2 separate regions of the Cricetulus griseus genome follow, and region 1 is linked to region 2. Evidence: chromatin contacts called from public Hi-C data. All regions are on one chromosome and are shown on one strand. The core of a region is the stretch at or near the end of the contact, and the rest is flanking DNA. Distances in the headings are between cores, read along the strand shown.

Region 1 (5,427 bases), core at 145-2,644, 93 kb before region 2:
CACAGAAATGAGCTGGGGGGAAGAGTTGACATATGACCCCCAAGAGGCTGATCTCATGTGAATCTGATGCCCCCCAGAATATGTCCAGCCCCTCTCCATAATGACTTTTTCTGGGCTCAGAGGCTGTGACCTGGCTAGGACAGGACAATGATGAGAAGGCTAAGGGATGAGTGACGCCAAACCTTGGAATAGGGAGGGATATAGATGGGTCCTAGGCCACTCCTGCTCCCAAGCCTGTCATGATGGACAACGAGGTAGGAGGGAAGCAGAGGACACAGAAGGCTCAGAGGCCAAGCACTTTAGTTAACAGTGCATTTGGTGCCAGGCATTGCTGCTAGTCCCAGCATAGCACCGTCTTCCCAAGGTCAGAGAAAAGAGAGCTGGGAACAACCCATCAGCTCAAAGATCCAGGTAGACCCAGAGCCACAACACAGCTGATCCAGGCTACCCTGGTAGGGTGGTTTCTACCCAAGCACTCTGTAGCTGGAGTAGCCAGTGGGGTGGGTCAGCAAGAGGAAGACATCCACGCAGTGTCTGGATGAGCCTCCCAAGGACCTAGAGCCCTAGGCCCACTTCTTAAGCCACTAAGGGAAGAGGAAGCATAGTGGAAACCCCAAAATAGACTAAGTCTCACTCACAGTGGCCCTTGGGAGTACTGTGAGGCTAACTATGGCCCCCTTGTGGTAGATAGTCCCAAGCAATCCTGAGGCAAGACTGTTCATTACAAATATGGAGAGACTAAGGCACGGAAGGATGAAGACTTGTTCTTGGCCCCAGTTCCCTTGCTGGGGGGCATAGCCGATCAACCATGTCACCCACATCCAGAGGCCGCTGGTCTCCTAGGGTGTGATCAGCCCCAGTTCCCTGAAATGCAATACCCTGTCTAGTCAGGAAACAGTGTGCACGATGACAGATCGAGGATGTGGGCAGCCCGGGTGGCTAAAGACCTGGAAGGTGGGCATGACAGGCTGAAATATAGTAGGAACTGTGGAGGATAGGAAGACCAAAGGCTGGCCAATGCAATGGGTGGGAGCTGGCATTCTGGGCTTCCTGGGCATTCTGGACACAGGGCTTCCTAAAGTTAGATTTGAACCAGGGTCTGGCTGGTCCCTGGAGAAAGCAGTGCCAACGAGCCACTGAAGCAGAAAGCAATGGGCTGAACTATGACCCTGCAGGTCATGTTCCAGGAAACCTGGAACCCCCTAGCCTATCCCCCAGTGTACTCTGCCCGGGGGTGGGGGTGGGGATGGGGGTGGGGGGCGACTGTGGGGTTACAGCCTTGCAGCAGGCCCCAGCTGCCAGTCATGAGCCAGCCAGGCCTACCTCTAGCAGGGAGGAGACTTCAATATGCAGCCAATCCTTGTCCAATGAGAGCCTCTCCTGGCCTTCCCTGTGAGCAGCTCCAGCTCCAGTTGTGACCCCATGACCCTCCTCAGCTCAACAGGATGTTGTGTGTGCACCAGCATGGCCAACAGGAGGCCCAAGGCACAGGGCCAGACTAGGCCATGGAAGGCCCTTACCTGCACTCATCAATGCTGCAGCCTGTTTATGTGAGCCCAGGGCTGGGGGTTGGAGACCAGATGACTGAGTCTCAGCCCTGCCCCTCAAATAAGCCCTGGGTAATGAAGGGTATCAGGTATCTCTCTGGACTTGTATCAGGTATCAAGGTTCCAGGCTTTTCTTTTCTTTTTATGTGCATTAGTGTTTTGCCTGCATGTATGTCTGTGTAATGATACCAGATCCCCTGGGACTGGAGCTACAGGCAGTTGTGAGCTGCCATGTGGGTGCTGGGAATTGAACCCTGGTCCTCTGGAAGAACAGCCAATTCCCTTAACCACTGAGCCATCTCTCCTGCCACCAAGCTTGTTATTTTCTAATGAACGGGAGACAAGACTATTTCAAGGTAGCTGTGAAGACTTAGTTCAAAGGAGCTAGTAGGAAGATGGGGGTTTGGTGCCTGCCTGCTGCATGAACTGGCTGAGGTACTGAAAGCTGTGCTGTCTTGTCTCAGGCCCTTCTCAGCATGATGGGCAGACAATGGGGCCCAGAAAGTCTACAGCCATCACCATGGGCAGGAGATGCCTGAAGCCTGGAGCCAAGGGCAGCATCCACAGTGGTCCCCGAGGTCAAGGATGGGGCCTGGACAGAGTGCTTCTGAGGAGCTGGGGCAGTGAAGTATGAAGAGGAGGGAGTTCGCTGGCAGTCAGAGTCCTCTGAACTCAGATGCCCACAGTGGACTGAGGGGGAGGGAGACGGAAATCGATAGCTGGTACGAACACCCACTAAGGACAGTGCAGAGAGAGGAATGAGCCTTGCAGCCTGGCTGCCCAAGACACGAATGCAGGGGCACAAGTGGCTCTGCTGCCCTGGGGCCGAAGCTTCAGGGGAGCATGGCCTCTCGAGTTGTCTCTGTCCGTCCCCTTTGGTCTGAGGAACCTTAAAGGCAGCCAGAGCTCAGAATGCTCTCTTCATCCTAGACCTGTGATCCCAGATAGACCCCTCAAGATCAAGGCTAGGTGCTGTGTGGCCTTGCCCACGCGAGGAAGGAACAAGGGTAGAGGCTGTGCCTGCGCAGTCCAAAGTTTTCTGAAAGGATGACTTAGAACGGGAGGGTTGAGCTTCGGGGCTTCTGTGGCCAGGTAACCCAGGGTTGTCCAGAACCAGTGTCCCATGCTTTAGCCACATGTTGTTTAGGAGCTATCCCCTAAGTCCCAGTTCAGGGGAGACCAGGCCATCTTGACATTCAACCCAGGAAGGGTCCTGTCTTGCCAGGACCCAGTAGCTCTGGTTTGGGGCAGTGTATGTGAGAAGACTGGCCCAGCGGAACATAGAACTGTGGCGTATCCCCTGGGGCAGGATGGATAAACGTGTCCTGCTGTAGCCCCTGGATTACTTCAACTTGCCTCCACACTCCCTCAAGGGACTGGCTACTCTTTGGCTATGGGCCCAAGTGACCCTCACTAAAGCCAGCCTGTCAGTACTTCAAAATCCCATCCCCTACCCCAGCTGGTCTAGCTTCTTACCATGTCCACAGCTACCTTCATGGCCTCCTGCAGCCCAAAGAGCTTCCCGGCCACCAGGTACACCCCGCTGGTCCACACAGCACAGGCCTCATGTACCCAGTGTTCCTGGGTGTCCCCACCAGGCTCTGCAGGGGCCTCTTTGCTGCATTCATGTTTACGGCTCTTGTCAGCTGGGGCCACCTCCTCACCCCCGTCCCCCTGACCATCACAGCAATAGCAACTCTGCAGCCGCCGCGACAGGCCCCGGGCACTGGTGCGCAGGGAGCCCTGCTTGGCGGGGTCAGCTGGGCCATCAGGCCTGGACAGCCTCCCCAGGGTTGTGGTGGTGGTGATGGTGGTGATGGTGCTGGCTGCACATTCCAGGCCTTTCAATGTTCTCTCAAGAGGCAGAGAGGCCTCCTCAAAGGTGCCCTCCAGCCGCACCTTCTCCTTGAGTTTTGGTTTCTTTTTGGGGAGGCAGTGTTCAGGGTAGTAGGGGCCACAGAGGTCCCCAAGGTCCTTGAAGTTGGCCGGGTTTTGGCAGAGGCAGCAGACAAGGCAAGAGGTACTTAGGGCCTTGGATACCACAGGCCCCAGATGCATGGTGGAGGAGAGGGGCAGGGAGGGCCTGGGCTGCAGCACAGGGCCTCCAGGGAACGCGGTCAGAGAGGCCCCAGCTGGTTCTAAGGAGGAGGAGGAGGCAGCAGAGGAGGATGGCTTCCAGTGAGGCTTGGGCTCATCCCCTGGGGAGTTGACAACAGTGCAAATGGTGGTGTATGCGTCTCGCTTCTCCACCCGCACAAAGGGCGAGAAGGCTGGGGTGCGGCTGTCTGCCCTCAGCCGTTTACAAGAGGAAATGTATTTGAGTCGGATTTCAGGCTCTGCAGGATCCAGGGGCAGTACCTGCTGCTGCCGTCTCCGGGTGGCACGTCCCTTACAGGGTGAAGCATGGGTGGTCTTAGCCCGGCCACGGCTGAGGCGCTTCCGCTTTGAATAGCTGCTATAGCTGGCTTGACCTGGCTGCTTCTGTGCCCTTGTCTGGGGCTGGCAGGGCCGGCCTTCAGGGGGCTGGGAGGCCAGTCCCAGCTCCTCTGTCTTTGGCTTCTTGCCTCCTCCACTGGAGCTGTCCTCACCTCCACCCTGAGTGCTGCTGGCCCTGTCATGGGTTGCAAGGATCAGAGTTTGGCCAGGACAGGGCCGCTTTTCCAACGGGCCTTTAGAGGGTCCCAAGGCCCCAGTCCTGCTTTTCCGGCTCCTTTTCTTCGGTGCCCGAGCAGTCCCTAGGGATGGCAGAGTCTCTGGGGACATGAAGGCCTCAGCTTTAGGACAGTCAGCAGTAGAGGACAGTTTCTTACTACTCAAGAGTTTGCCTTTTAGGGACCTGCTGGCTGGATTTCTGCACAATGTGTCAGCTCCTGAAGCTGCTGGTAGCATCTGCCCAGGGCCCATTCCTCCTAGGCCCTCTTCTGCCCCAGCTGGACTGCCCCCTGACCGTTTCTCAGGCAGGGCTGGGCTCCGGGGTGTCCCAGGAGGAGCCCCTGCTACTCTGCATGCAAGTTTTTTGAGACCAGGTGAGGTGATCTTCTGCACTATGGCCTCCAGCTTGAGGCCACGGCCCTTTCGGGGTGGCAGCACCTTGGTCCTCACAGCACTGGGCAGGGATGATGGTGTAGCCAACCCCACGCACACGGCAGGTGGCTCCAGGGATGGGGGTGGGGGTGGCTCCCCACTGCCTCTGGGCCTGGCCCTCTGGGGTGAGGCCATCCTCCTCAAGAGACCAGGAGAGCTCTCCGGCCTCTCCTCCCTCCCGTCTGCCCCACTCCCACTGCTGCTGCGAAGGATGAGGCTTCGCTTTTTGGTGGGGACAGGAGCCATGAAAGCTGACTTCCTTTTGAGTGCATGGAGAGGCCGATCTGAAAGCTTGCTCCCTGTACCAGGCTTGGGTACTTTGACCCGCTGGCTCACCCGGCCTTCCTTCTGGGGCCCACTGGAGACCTTGAATGCAGTGGGTAAGTGGTTGTTGGCAGGGAGTTTCTTGGTGGCACGACACTCTGGGATCCGGCTCTCTGAGGGCCGCCGCCGTTTGGCATGGAAGACCTGCTGGGGTTTGGTGCGAGACCGAAGGACCATGGAACGCTGGTCTTTGCCAGGGATGCTGGGAGAGTCTGGCTCCTTCGTCTTGGAGCCCATGGGGCTACTGTCCGAGGCAACAGGCAGGGCAGCAGGGTTGCTGGGGCTGGATGCAGCCTTGGGTGATGGTTTTCCTACCCGCTTGCCAGACTTGAAGGCAGCTCGCTGTTTGCCTCCCAGTTTGTCAGGAGGTGTGGGGGTAGTGGTCAGGCCTGGAGGTCCAGGAGTTTGGGGCTCACTCAGAGCTGTAAGAGAGCGAGTGCACATTCTGGGGAGCCCTTCTGATAGCCCCCGA
Region 2 (5,250 bases), core at 1,790-4,289:
ACTAGTCTCTCAAGAGTAGCAGGCATGGTCCCTCTCTTCTACCCATGCCCAGTATATCACCTGCTCAAAATCTCTTCTTCCATGAAGAGCTTGGTTGTTACCTGGCTCTCATACACCTGTCACTGGGCAGTAACCTTCTGGGGAATGTTTTATGCTTAGACCCTAACATGGCCTTGAAAACAGTAGGTCTTTGGACAGTTCATGTTCTCTGGGGCCTGGCATCAACCGCCTGTCCCAAAGAGAACCCTGGTCTGAGGGTATTGGTACCAATGCACAAAGCTCCTCCTCCCTGGGAGCCACAAACATACCACAGCCTAGGCAGCTGGCTGAAGCAAAAAAGGACAACTATGTGCACAGAAGAACAGTCATGGCAGCAGCGAAGACACAACAGCTGGCCTTTCTCAGAATCACTGAACTAACCAACTATGGATACCTACAGCTGTAGTCTCTACTGGGATTTCCATTGTACAGATGGAGACACTGAGGCCCAGAGTGGTAACTCCCCCAGCAGATACACCCCTCCCATGCAGAGAGGAAACAAGGGTTGTAGAATAAGGAATCTGGGGATGTTTTCATGTGGGAAAAAAATGAAACTATGTACATAGCCTATTGCACATGCTGAGAAGCAGAGGCTCGAAGGATACACTCAGACTTTACAGTGACCTCCTGAGCTGAGGGTCTTTCACTCTACATATATTTTTGCTATTTGCATTTTTCACAGTGAAAACCTCTCTACATATTACTTGAGCAATTGTAGGGTCTCAATTGCTGTTTCTTGAGGAAATATATAGCAGATCCATTTCCTAGGCCTTTTTTTTTTTTTCAAATTTGATGTGATCCATCGGTGGCTGTGAAATACTGACTTAGTGGGTTACAACCAGTCGTTTTTCTAATCAAATAGGCTAGAACTGAAAATGTCAAGAGCCTAGCACAAGCAGTAGAAGGGTTGTTCACTAAGCTTCTGTTTTGTTATACATTGTGAGTAGGAAACAATACTTTGACCTAAAAAGTGCTCTACACGTGGCATTTTGTTTTGTTGTTGTTTTTGCGCATAGCAGGATCTTATCATGGGTAGGGCATTTTAAACCAATGGTCTATATTTGGGGCCTACAATAGAGGTATGCAAAGGTCTCATGGACCAGTGGGAATAAAGACACCTCTGATGCTGGAGGCCCCTCTGCAGAAGTCAGAGGGGTGCCTGGTTGTCAGGGAAGGTCGAATTTTGTTCCCTCCTAAGATGGCTTCTGAAATCTCAATCACCCCGTACACGCTCCTCTCCAAGGAATGACTGTGACCAGAGCCTGGTCAGACTTCTGGAGAGGCTGCCTTGGGACTAGGCTTTGTGTCTATGCCTTGTTCTTGGGCCCCCCACATACCCTCTGGGGTGTTGGGAGGAGGGGTGGGAAACCATATTACTCTTCAGCTTCCAGATCCCAAGGGCCACGTCCCAGAGAAACCTCTGGAAACAGCTGTGTAGTCAGCCAGGAAGGGCCTCCACTCCACTGCCCCCAACCCGAGCCTGACTGGAGCTGAGAGGAGTGTGTGGAGAATGGATTGGGGGAGGAGAAGGCGGATAGGATAGGAAGCAGAGCTCCCAGATCTGGGCTCCCATCGCGCTGGCGCCTCCACATCACAGCTTGCCTGGCCCCACTCTCCACCCGCCTCCCCTCCCGGGGCAGCAGACAACTAAAAAAAGATAAAATAAAAAGAAGTAATTCCCCTGCTCTGACGTCAGCGCGAGGTCTTAACAGCCCAGCAGCCGCATGAAACTAGATTGCAACCAGATGTAATGCCCTTGAATTCTCAACACAGCACTGCCGTTGGAAAAGGGGGGGGGGGGCGCGGGGCCCGCTAGAACAGCGACACAGGCTCTGCGGGAGTGCGTGCGGTGGGCTGGGAAGCGCCGGTCTGGCTTCGCCAAGCAGTCTCCGGTCCCCAGTCCTCAGGAGCGTTATTACGCTTGGGTTTAATCCATTCAGAGCCCCCAGGTCGAGGGTTCTACGGGCTAAGGCACAGCTCCTGGCCGCACTCCCGCCCTGCTGTGTGAATGAGCGACTGAGAGCCCCAAGAGGAGCGGGTCGCTGGGAAAACGGGCGCCCCAGGAAGCTGGGGGCCGTCGCGACCTGGAGCCTGCCTTGTGTTTCGCTTCCCCTCTGGCCCTCCTTGAAGGCCTCCAGTTGTGACCAAAGCTCCAAATGTCACCCCCTAGCCCTGCCAAGCCCTCGCCCCTGTCGCGCTCGGCCCGAAGTCCCCACACACAGGTCCCCTTGCCTCCAAAGGCGTGGGACCCGCTTCGAAAGGGCCGGCGGGCCTGGCTGCCTCGCCGCTTTCGGGAGAGCACCAGGCTTGCGTGTCCCAGACTCCAGTCGGTGGCGTCACCCCGAAAGGCCCGTGCGCCCCGGGCCTGGCTGCTACGGAGCTCCCGGGTCGCGGGGACCGCTTCCTGCTCAACGCGGGGCCTGCACACAGGCCCGGGCGGGGACACGCGGCGAGTGCCATGTCCTGTGTCGCCACGAGCGGCCCTCGCAGCCCGGACACCCGAGAACGGGCTACGCACCGAGCCGCCAGCTCCCCGTCCCCACCCAGAACACATTCACAAAGCTCCCTCGGGCCCGCGCCGCGCCGCCCCACGTCCCCGCCCCACACTTGGTGACACTGGGCCTCTGCTCCCAGCGCCCGTTCCCAGCCGGTCACCGACAATCCAGAACACCCTCCTGCAGCCCCTACACGGCCACCGGCGGCCTCACACCGGCGCCACACAAAGCCAGGCCGCGCGACCCCGCGTCCGCGCCCCACTCGCGCTCGCCCCCTGCTCCCGCCCCGACCCCTGCCCTCTGGGTCCCTAAGCCTCGCACCGCACCCCCCCCCCGCCAGGTCCTTGTCCCCGCGTCGGGCGCCCCGCTCACCTCGGCACCCGCTCTCACTCCGGGGCCCGGCGTCCGGCGCTGTGACTTCGCGGCCCGGAGGCCCGCGCGCCCATGGGTGTCGGGCGCGGCGGCCGACCAGGCGGGAAGGAGGGTGGGCCTCGGCGCCCCCTCCTCGGACCGCGACACGGAGGGCTGCCAGCTACCCTCGCCGCCGCCGCCACCGTCGCCTGGCTCTGAGAGCGGCCTGTCCGAGCCCAGGCGCGAGCGGGGGCGGCACCGGGACGCCCCGAGCCGGCGGCGCGCGTAGCGGGCCCTGACCGCGCACCCTGCCGGGTCTGCCTGGTGCCCGCGGGAGCCTGAGAGAAATGCGATCCCCTCCACACAGGAAGAGCGGCGGGCGGGCGACGTGCGGGGGGAGCAGGAGAGCGAGAGCGCGAGGAAAAAAGTTCCCGGGCGGCCAGGCAGCTCTCGCTCGTGGCCTCGGGTGCCAGGTGGGCCGTTCGCGCCCCGACAGCGCCCCCTGGCGCCCGCGCGCCCCATTGCACGCCCCATGTCCGTCTGGGGGCTGGGGCTTGGTGGATGGGCTGAAGGTGCAGCCCAGCTAAGAGCCTGGGAAGGCAGCAGGACTTGGTCGCAGAGAATTTGGACTCAAGTCTTGGGCCAGACCTCCACTTTCATTCCACCACTCCCTCACCTGTGGCCGTTTCTTTGGTTTGAGAGTCAGTCTCAAATTTCCTCAAGTTAGATATGAGATGTATTCACTGCACACGTGGCACCTTGTTGGTTATTGAAGCAATGTGGCCCCCTGCTTGTCAAGGAGCTGGCATTGTGTGGGGGAGACACAGCCAACAATGATCAGGTCTGTAACGAAGATAATTTTAGAGAGAAATAAATACTAGGAAGAAATTCGGCAGGTGTAGTGATGGATTTAGCTGCGAGAGAGCGGCCTGCCTGAACAAATAACTCAAGAGCAGGAAGGAGCCTGCACCAGCAGCATGTGGAAGAGCATTCTTTGAGAGGAAACTATAAGTGCAAAGGTACTGAGGCAGGAATGGTCTTGATGAATAAGTGCAATTGTAAGGAGGCCATAACCGATGGGATAAGAAGTGGGCATGCTAAATTCCAATCTAAGGCCAGAGCCTGTAGGACTGCAAAGAGCCTGAAGGAAATTTGGCTGCCTTCTTAGTGCTGTGGGAAGTAAGCCATCAACAGATTTTAAAGTAAAAGAATCTTGAATGAATTCGTAAATGACTAATTTATGCTTACAGACAGCCATTGCTACCTCATGGTTTCTGCTCCCAGCACCTTCATCAAAGCCTGGGCCTTCCATCCTTTGCTGGGTAAAGGTCACCCAGGTGACTTGGCACAAGTGAGTCACTCTCTCAATCCTGGTTCTTCATCTGGGGCATGAGGTGCCATGCTAGGTGCAGTGTCTTTGTCTTGTAGCAGGCACTTCGCTCTTTCCACCTGTCCATTCTGACTACCTCTCTGTTAGCAAACCACATCTATGAAGGTTCTCCATCTACAGTGACCTGCCAAGACCTGCCCTCAGCCCTCCCTGCCAACTGGCCTGAAACACAAACTCTGGGCACAGAGAAGGGCAGGTGGGGCACTGTGTTGTCTCAAGCCTGCTTTCAACAGTGACTTGGGACCTGGTTTCTGAGCTTGGCATCTTTATTCCCATAAGCCAAGCACGGTGGGCAGTCCTTCCAGACACACTAGGCAGTAATCTCTCCCTACCTTTCATTTCCTAGTTGCTGGACCCGTTGGTAACTGCCAGAAGCTAGAAAAGGCAAAAAATAACAGCAACAAAACTGCTTCTGTTGTCTGGCTCCTACTTCCTCCCTTGGTCTTCCTCCCTTCTCCCCTGAGAACACAGGCCTGTGCTCCAGCCACTAGATGACCTAGAATTAGCCCCTCATTTCAACAAGACCTTTAGTTTAAACACATCTACAGCACACAGCCCTTTTGCTATATATGAAGATACTCCCAGGCTCTGGGGATTGGGAGCTGGGGTCTGGTCTACCCCTTTTCTTACTGCTACCCAACCCCAAGCTGCTGCATAGAAGAGAAAACAGAGACTCATACCAGCAGGAGTGGGTCTGTTATCCAGCTACTTGAGAACCTGAGGCTGGAGTGTTGCCAGAGCCCAGGAATTCAATACCAGCCTGGGCCAGTGAGACAGACTCTACCCCAATGCCTGCATGTTTATGGTATGGGAGGTAGGGCCTTGCAGTCGCTGATGTAAAGTGCCAAAATGTACAGGCACACCCAGATCTCCATTTCTTTCTCTCTCTCTCTCTTAAACTTTATTTTTATGTGTATGGGTGTTTTTCCTGAATATATGACTGTGCATCACATATGTCCAGTGTCCACGGAGGCC

Evidence for each region. Hi-C and Micro-C count contacts between places; a contact is called where the count stands out from the background.
Region 1: a Hi-C map of the CHK-Q cell line shows a contact between it and region 2, with 4 times the contacts expected there. The contact joins the enhancer-like site here to the promoter of Rai1 in region 2. A contact is called at or near these places in 5 of 8 Hi-C or Micro-C datasets (the CHK-Q cell line, the CHL-YN cell line, the CHO-K1 cell line and 2 more).

The regions. Positions count from the first base shown.
Region 1 is chr7:74,321,593-74,327,019 of CriGri-PICRH-1.0, reverse strand. Rai1 (retinoic acid-induced protein 1) reads right to left here. Exons shown (of 5, transcript XM_027427310.2): 2 at 3,024-5,427. Among named protein-coding and RNA genes, the nearest start is that of Srebf1, 32 kb to the left of the region's middle. Within about 2 kb of position 1,394, at least 1 of the 6 cell types and tissues checked has open chromatin away from gene starts, as enhancers often do.
Region 2 is chr7:74,230,340-74,235,589 of CriGri-PICRH-1.0, reverse strand. Rai1 (retinoic acid-induced protein 1) reads right to left here and starts at 3,039. Exons shown (of 5, transcript XM_027427310.2): 1 at 2,907-3,039.